2 separate regions of the Hordeum vulgare genome follow, and region 2 is linked to region 1. Evidence: chromatin contacts called from public Hi-C data. All regions are on one chromosome and are shown on one strand. The core of a region is the stretch at or near the end of the contact, and the rest is flanking DNA. Distances in the headings are between cores, read along the strand shown.

Region 1 (3,272 bases), core at 206-2,705:
TTATCCTAACAAAAACAACAGAACGATAATGATTCAGTTAAGTCAGAACATGGCGCCAGCTTTCTGATGAGCAGGTGAAAACTGAGATGAATATATTTCAGATGTGGACCAGTCACCTGCAAATCAGTCTCTTCATCAGAGCAACTTGGCACAGATGAACGAACTGTCTGATGTACCGAAATGTCATCATCATCATTAATCTCTTCAGTTTTTTGTTCCAGAATGCTCTGGTGCGTCAAAATGTCAGCATCATCATTAACTTCTTCAGTTTTCTGTTTCAGAATGCTAAGGCCGATACCCATGTTAGGCTTCACTGCATCACTCTCATGGTTCTTAGGTTCACTACCAGGATGATAAGGTTTCGCGGCCTCAACAAACTTCACGGGGAAAGTTTCCTGCGCAGCTTCACTTTTTTCAGGAACTGCAACTTCTTTCTGATCAGTGTTTTTCTTAAATAGCGAAAGTTCTTCAGGGACATCCAAACCAGCCTTTGATAACTGCATGGCACGCCTACGTTTTTCTTTCGTAGTGACAGCCTGCGGTGTAACAGAACACAATGAGAGAAACAATTATACATTACATTCCTAAAGTAACCAATCTAGGTGTTACATATAGATCCACCGTACTTGACCAATAGACCCCGAAGTGTGCAGCAGGGAATATGCATCATCGGCGATCCTGTGCTTCCTATTGCGCAGGGCCATTATCATACACAATCGCCAGATAGAAATACAAGCCACCACAGAAAATAGACAACATAAGTTTTAAGACATACTGCAAAGTCTCGATGCTTTGAGCTTGCAGCGCCTTCTTTTGTTTGTCCTCCTGCGAACAGTTAGGCCGGCATCAATATACACTGATAGAAACACCAAAGCTGGCTCGCAGCAGCAGAAGTCCCAACCTCCAATTTCTGCAGCTTTTTCAGCTGAGTCTTGCTCATCTTAGCGTCTTCCTTGGTCTTGTTCTTCTTGCCATCCTGGCAATTCAGAAGCTCACACAATCATATACTACCATCTGGCCAGAAGGAAAGCCAAGACACGGGGAGCAGATAAAATGTACCCATTTATTACCTTGCCTTTCCCCTGCGATTTGTTCTTCCTCTTGCAGGGCAAGATCAGCGCGTTGCTATCCTCCTCCTCGTCCATGCTCGAACCGCGACCTGGTAGGAGCATCAGAAACCGCGGACACAGCGCGCCACGTACGCGAGTAAGGGCGAACCGAGCTAAGGCGGCCGGAAACTCACCTTGCAGCTTAGCTGTCGGCTGTCGCCGCCGCCGTCTGCGAGGGGCTGAGCCGCGTGGAGATTGGGGCTTAGCCGCAGCACTCTGCAGGGCGCTGGAACGTAGACCCAGAGGCTAGACGGAGGAGGGAGGGGGCGGAGTCTGCGGAGGAGGGCACAGGGGATGGCGGCGCCGGCGCGGGTATGGCGTAAATGCCTATCGATGGAGGAAGACGAACTAGGGCCGTGTTGGGCTTAAGTGTCGCGGAGCGGAGGCAGGAGGACCAGTGGGCTAGAGGGCCATAAGGGCCCACTAGCCCACGAGCATTGCTCTCTCTCTCTGCCTCTCTGGTCAGTTGTCTCCTCCGCCTTCCGGTTCCGGTCAGAGACGAGACGACGACGGCCCCTGCCTCGTCCACCCCCTGAGCCTCAGATCGCCGCCGCGTCCGCCATGGCGGCCGGCTCCGCGGCTCCCCTCCTCGGGGCCGTCGCCTGCGCCGTACTCGTGCTCCTCGCCCCCGCCGTCTCCGGTGAGTTGGTCCTCCGTGCCCCTCGCCTCATCCAAAACCCTCGTTCTCAAAACAAAAGCAAAAGTAACCCTCGCCTAATCGTTGTGCGTATGTCGACTAAAGAATTGGGTTCAGTCGAGGCGATCTCACGCTCCCTTGGAGCCTTCTGTTCGGTGGTGCTAAGCTTCTAGGATGAATCCGCATAGGGATTATTAGGTCGTCCGTCTCAACCTGTAGGTGAGCCAAGTAGGGGTCCTTGTTAGCTAGTTGTAAGCTTTGGCAAGCTGCTGCTGTGCTTATTAACTGATCCTGGATTGGTAGTGGCTTACATATGTGTCCGCGGCTTCTGCTATCTCAGTTCTGGTAGTGTTGCTTGAGCTAGACTACACTAGAGCCACACTTCGCATTTGTAAGGGGAATGCATGGTGGTGATGCCTTACAACTGCAAACGTTTGAGTTTGATCTGAGTTGCAGATCATGATTCTGGTACTGTCTTGGTGGAATGAGACCGTGTGCTGTTACGACAGGCGATTTAGTTACGAAACTAGTATGGTTGCTTTTACATGCTTGCATACTTTTTTGCTCGTGTCATGTGAATAGCTTGGAGATAGGTTTGCAAAACAGTGTGATAAGTTCTGGCTTCTCTTTGGCTAGTAGCTCTGTTAAATTCCTTTTCTCTTCACTTGCTGTACTGTAGCAAAGAGGTTAATGTTGCCTTTATGTTTTTCTAGGAGATGCTGCTACACTGGAGTCTGTTCCAGATCTTGTGAAGGCAATGTATGTAAACATTGAAAGCTTCCCTTGTGTGAGGCTGCTGAATCTTTCTGGTGAAATCGGCTGCTCTAGTGAGTATCTTTGTTTGCCTTAATGCTGTATGCGTATAGAATGTATGTGATGTTCTGTGACCATAACAATCTTCAACAAGTCTGTGTTGTGAAGTGTAATTTGTTCTCAGTGTTTCTTTTATGTAATCAGATCCTGGGCATGGCCTGGTTATTGCACCGATTGTAAGATTCAAAAACAGCAATGACCAGTTGGCTGAACCGTCTGCAGTTCTTCTTCCCTTAGATCAGATGCCAGCTTTCTTTCTGAGGTATAAGATCCGATTGTTGAAATCCTGTGTTAGATAATTGTAGATGTTCTTATAGTGTTTGTGCATACCGGTGAAAAATGAAGTTTTGAAGCTTTCGTGTTTCTCTTTCTTGATGGGACATCAGAGATACTGAAGTTACATAATATTTGTGATTTTATTTCATCTCTGTATTGCCCTTGACATGTTGAGAGATGGTAACATTTGGTAGTTTGTATGTTGTTGTGCAGGGTATCCAATGATCCAGAACTTTACCATAAGGTTGCCGGTGTACTAGTTGAATCAAATGGTGACAAGTTACTAGGTCAGTGGAAATATCTCCCTATTTTTAGTGTGCTCTTTGTACGTCTTGTTGCCTTATCACCAAGAAAATGTACTGTTTCTGACTGTAGAGTTATCACCGGATAGAAAATTTCCACAAGGGGATTTTGCACCATACTCAAATGTCAGCCAT
Region 2 (3,603 bases), core at 190-2,689, 280 kb before region 1:
CGGCCTGCAGAATCCCACTTGATGTGCCTTGGCCTCCCTTATAATGCTTGTTTCCTGTACAATCTGAATCGAGCGTAACGCTAGAGTGTTCCGTCACACGAGTGCACCGCCTAAAATCCTCTTGCTATCTATGATCGACGATGCCAAGATTTGTGTTATTGCGGTGCTAAGAAGCTAGGGTGTATTGTTGTGCGCGAGTAGTTCTCATGTCGCGAGCGTGGACCTTTTGTAACACTCTAAAACTCTTCTCTCTTATTTAATGAATGAGGCAACTATTTTGCCTTCATTTCAGAAAAAAAAATGAGCCTAAATATGTTCAAGATTTTTCTTTGCGAGGGCTAAATGTGTTCACACTAATGGTTCAGATAATCAAACTTGGCCACTATGTATTTAAGGATGTATGCCCCAATTATACTGCACGCAATGATGTCGGCCACGGCGATGGATATAGAACGGAGACTGGCTGAGGAATACATTTGTAGACTGATGAAGGTATGACAAAGGACAACAAGTATAAGGAATCATCCCTTGGGTTCAGTTTTGTTTTGTTTGAGTCGTTTGCAGGTTCAGGAGCTTTGCTGGAGAGATTATGGGCTTGTTTTTCTCTAGAGCAGGGTTTTTTTAGATAGTAGAGAGCTTCCACGCCTATTGTGTTGGGTGTGATGGGCTAAACTTTGTACTTTCAATTCGGGCTTAATTCTTTTGACATGATTCTCGGGTAGGAGAAAGGCCGAGGCGGATTCGAATCCGCAACGGAGGGTTCAGTGCACCACTCGATAACCATCCCAACCAATTCATCTTCTATGATCATGTACATTTTCTCTCCTCTTTTGTTCTTTTCTTTCTCCTTTTCTTTTTTTCTTCCTTTTTTTCTTTTTCTGTTTATTCTTTTCTTTTAAAAAATCTAATTTGGTGAAAAAGGTTCATTGGTTTTATGAAGTTTTTTTCAACATTGATGAACTTTTTCAAAACTCGATCAACTGTTTTTAAAATTTGATAAACTTTTGTTTTCAAATTCAATGATAATTTTTTCCAAATTTGATAAAAAAATGTCTTAAATTCGATGAAATTTTTCCAAAATTGAGGAACTTAATTTTAATTTGATGATTTTTTGCAAATCCAATGACTTTTTTCAAATTATATAAAATATTTTTCAAGTTCATGAATTTTTAGAAAAATCATTGTATTGTTTTTCAAAATCAACGAACTTTTACATATTTGTGTACTTTTCTGAATTCAAAAACCAAAGGGAGGGGGTTTTCCTCAACCAGCAGCACAATACAGTCGTAAAAAACGTGAGCGAGTTGACGAGTCGAACCAAGCGGGATTGAAGCAAGGGGGCGATGGATTAATAGACGGTCCGTGAAGGGAGGCCGTGTGGAAGCCGGTTGCTCCCAGTCGCGCTTAAAGCGCCACTTAGGAGCTCACGAGCAGATGGGTTGGGTCGCTACTATGTATCGCACGTGCCATGTTACAATGGGTTTGTCCCGGTCCACTATGGCAGCCGCGAGCTAGCGTACGTCCGACCTTCAGCGCTAGTAATAGAATAGGAGAAAATAACGGCTTGCATAGATTCGATCCAAGGTCGTCCGGGTTGCTGCGCTACTCGTGCCATGCTACAATGGGTTTGTTCCAGTGCATTATGACTTGACAGCCACGAGCTAGCGTACGTCCGACCTTCTTTTGTGTGGTGACTATTTTCACGCTTTGCGCGAGATGGAAGGAATCTCTCAGATAAAGGAGATACCGTAACGCCTAGCGCTAGTAATAAAATAGGAGAAAACAAGGGCTCGCATGGATTCGATCCATGGTCACCCGGGTTGGGTCGTTACTATATATCGCACATGCCATGCTACAATGGGTTTCTCCCAGTTCACTATGACAGCCACGAGCTAGGGTACGCCCGACCTTCTTTTGCGCGGCAACTATTTTCATGCTTTACGCGAGATGGAAGGAATCCCTCGGATAAAGGAGATACCGTAACGCACAGTGCTAGATTTTGTCATCTTTTTTTCACTTTTTTTGGTCCCCTTTTTATGTAAAGTTCTATTCTCCTTTTTTTGCACTTGTTTCTTTGTTCTTATTTTTACGTTTTCTTCCTTATTTTGTTTCTTTTTTATTCTATATTCTTATATACATGATCAATATTTTTTAAAAACTTGTTCAACAATTTTTTTATGCATGATCAACATTGTTTCAAATACTTGTTTAACATTTTCCACATACATGTTCAACATTGTTTTATACATGATCAATAATTTTAAAAATAACTTTTCAACATTTTTAAATACTTGTTCATCATTTTTCTAATACTTGGTCAACATTTTTTTATACATGAACAATATTTTTGCAATTACTTGCTTAACTTTTTTCAAATACTTGTCCAATAATTTTTTGTATGCACATTCAACATTTTTTAAATGCATGATTTGAATTTTTGTAAATATTATACAAAATATTATTTTCTACTCCCTTCATCCTAAAATATGTGACTCGAAAGTGACTCAACTTTATACTAAAATTAGTATAAAATCGAGTCATTTTTGAATCACTTATATTGGAACGGAGGCATTAATATATATGTTTTGATTATTTGAAAGTGTAAACAAAAAATAAAAATAGAAATAGAAACAAGAAAAAGAACAAACAAGAAAAGGAGGCAATGTAGTACCTGCGAACCTAGGCCAGCCCATATCCTCGCGCCCTTAAGCGAGTCGGAAGCCTCGACTCGGTGAACGCAAGACATAACACTGCCCCTTTTTCGGGGAGCTCCTACCTGCTGCTTCGTTGCCGCAGGAAGTTCCTTGCACGCACATGGTGGTCGCCCCGACTAGGCCGACCCATTTTTTGATCTCACAAAAGTCTGATAACTAAATTTTTTCCTTTTTTTGGTTTTTTTTCCTTTTCTTGTTATTTCCTTTCTTTTTTCTTTTTCGGCACTTTTTTCTTTTCTTTTCGAATTTGAAGCAAAACCATTTTTCGAAATTATATTTTTTTGAAATGCCACAGCACTTTTTTTAATTTGTGAACAAAGTTTTGAAATTTGAACATTTTTAAGAAGCAAGAAATATTTTCGAAATTTAAGAACATGAACTTAGTTATAAAATTGAACAAATTTTTGATATTTCGAACATTATTTTAAAATACCGAACATTTTTCTTAAAATACCTAACATCTTTTGAAACTCCCAATTTTTTCTGAAAGTTATGAAAGTTTTCGAAAAAAGACAAATATTTAAAATTTAGAATACTTCTTTAAAAATAAAAAGCATTTCTCGAAATTGAAAAACAATATTTGAAAATCCAAGACATTTTTTGCAAATTCAGAACATTTTATTCAAAACCAAAACCTTTTTCGAACTTGTAGAACAATTTGTGAAAATTCTGAATTTTTTTTAAAAGTCTAGAACATTTTTTAGTAATCTAGAACGTTATCTAAAAAAGCAAAAAAATATTTCTCGAATTTGAAGAACGATTTCTGAAAATCCCTCACATTTTTTGAAAATCCATAACGTTTTCTTTAAATCCGGAAAAAAACTAAAAAGCAATAACATTTTTTAGAATTTGATTTTAAAATCCCAAATAATTTCTGAATATATAGAAC

Evidence for each region. Hi-C and Micro-C count contacts between places; a contact is called where the count stands out from the background.
Region 2: a contact with region 1 is called in a Hi-C map of seedling, with 2.7 times the contacts expected there. The contact joins the enhancer-like site here to the promoter of LOC123401906 in region 1. A contact is called at or near these places in 3 of 6 Hi-C or Micro-C datasets (leaf and seedling).

What each region holds. Positions count from the first base shown.
Region 1 is chr6H:496,240,191-496,243,462 of MorexV3_pseudomolecules_assembly, reverse strand. LOC123401906 (ATP-dependent RNA helicase DEAH13-like) reads right to left here and starts at 1,455. Exons shown (of 14, transcript XM_045095768.1): 1 at 1,244-1,455; 2 at 1,071-1,159; 3 at 902-976; 4 at 776-825; 5 at 627-687; 6 at 117-536; 7 at 1-5. The coding sequence starts at 1,145. LOC123401908 (nicastrin) reads left to right here and starts at 1,590. Exons shown (of 16, transcript XM_045095771.1): 1 at 1,590-1,749; 2 at 2,460-2,573; 3 at 2,704-2,821; 4 at 3,049-3,122; 5 at 3,211-3,272. The coding sequence starts at 1,671.
Region 2 is chr6H:496,517,772-496,521,374 of MorexV3_pseudomolecules_assembly, reverse strand. No RefSeq gene overlaps it. Among protein-coding and RNA genes, the nearest start is that of LOC123403643, 76 kb to the left of the region's middle. Within about 2 kb of position 1,439, at least 2 of the 3 cell types and tissues checked have open chromatin away from gene starts, as enhancers often do. A contact at or near this core is called in seedling, where this site is marked.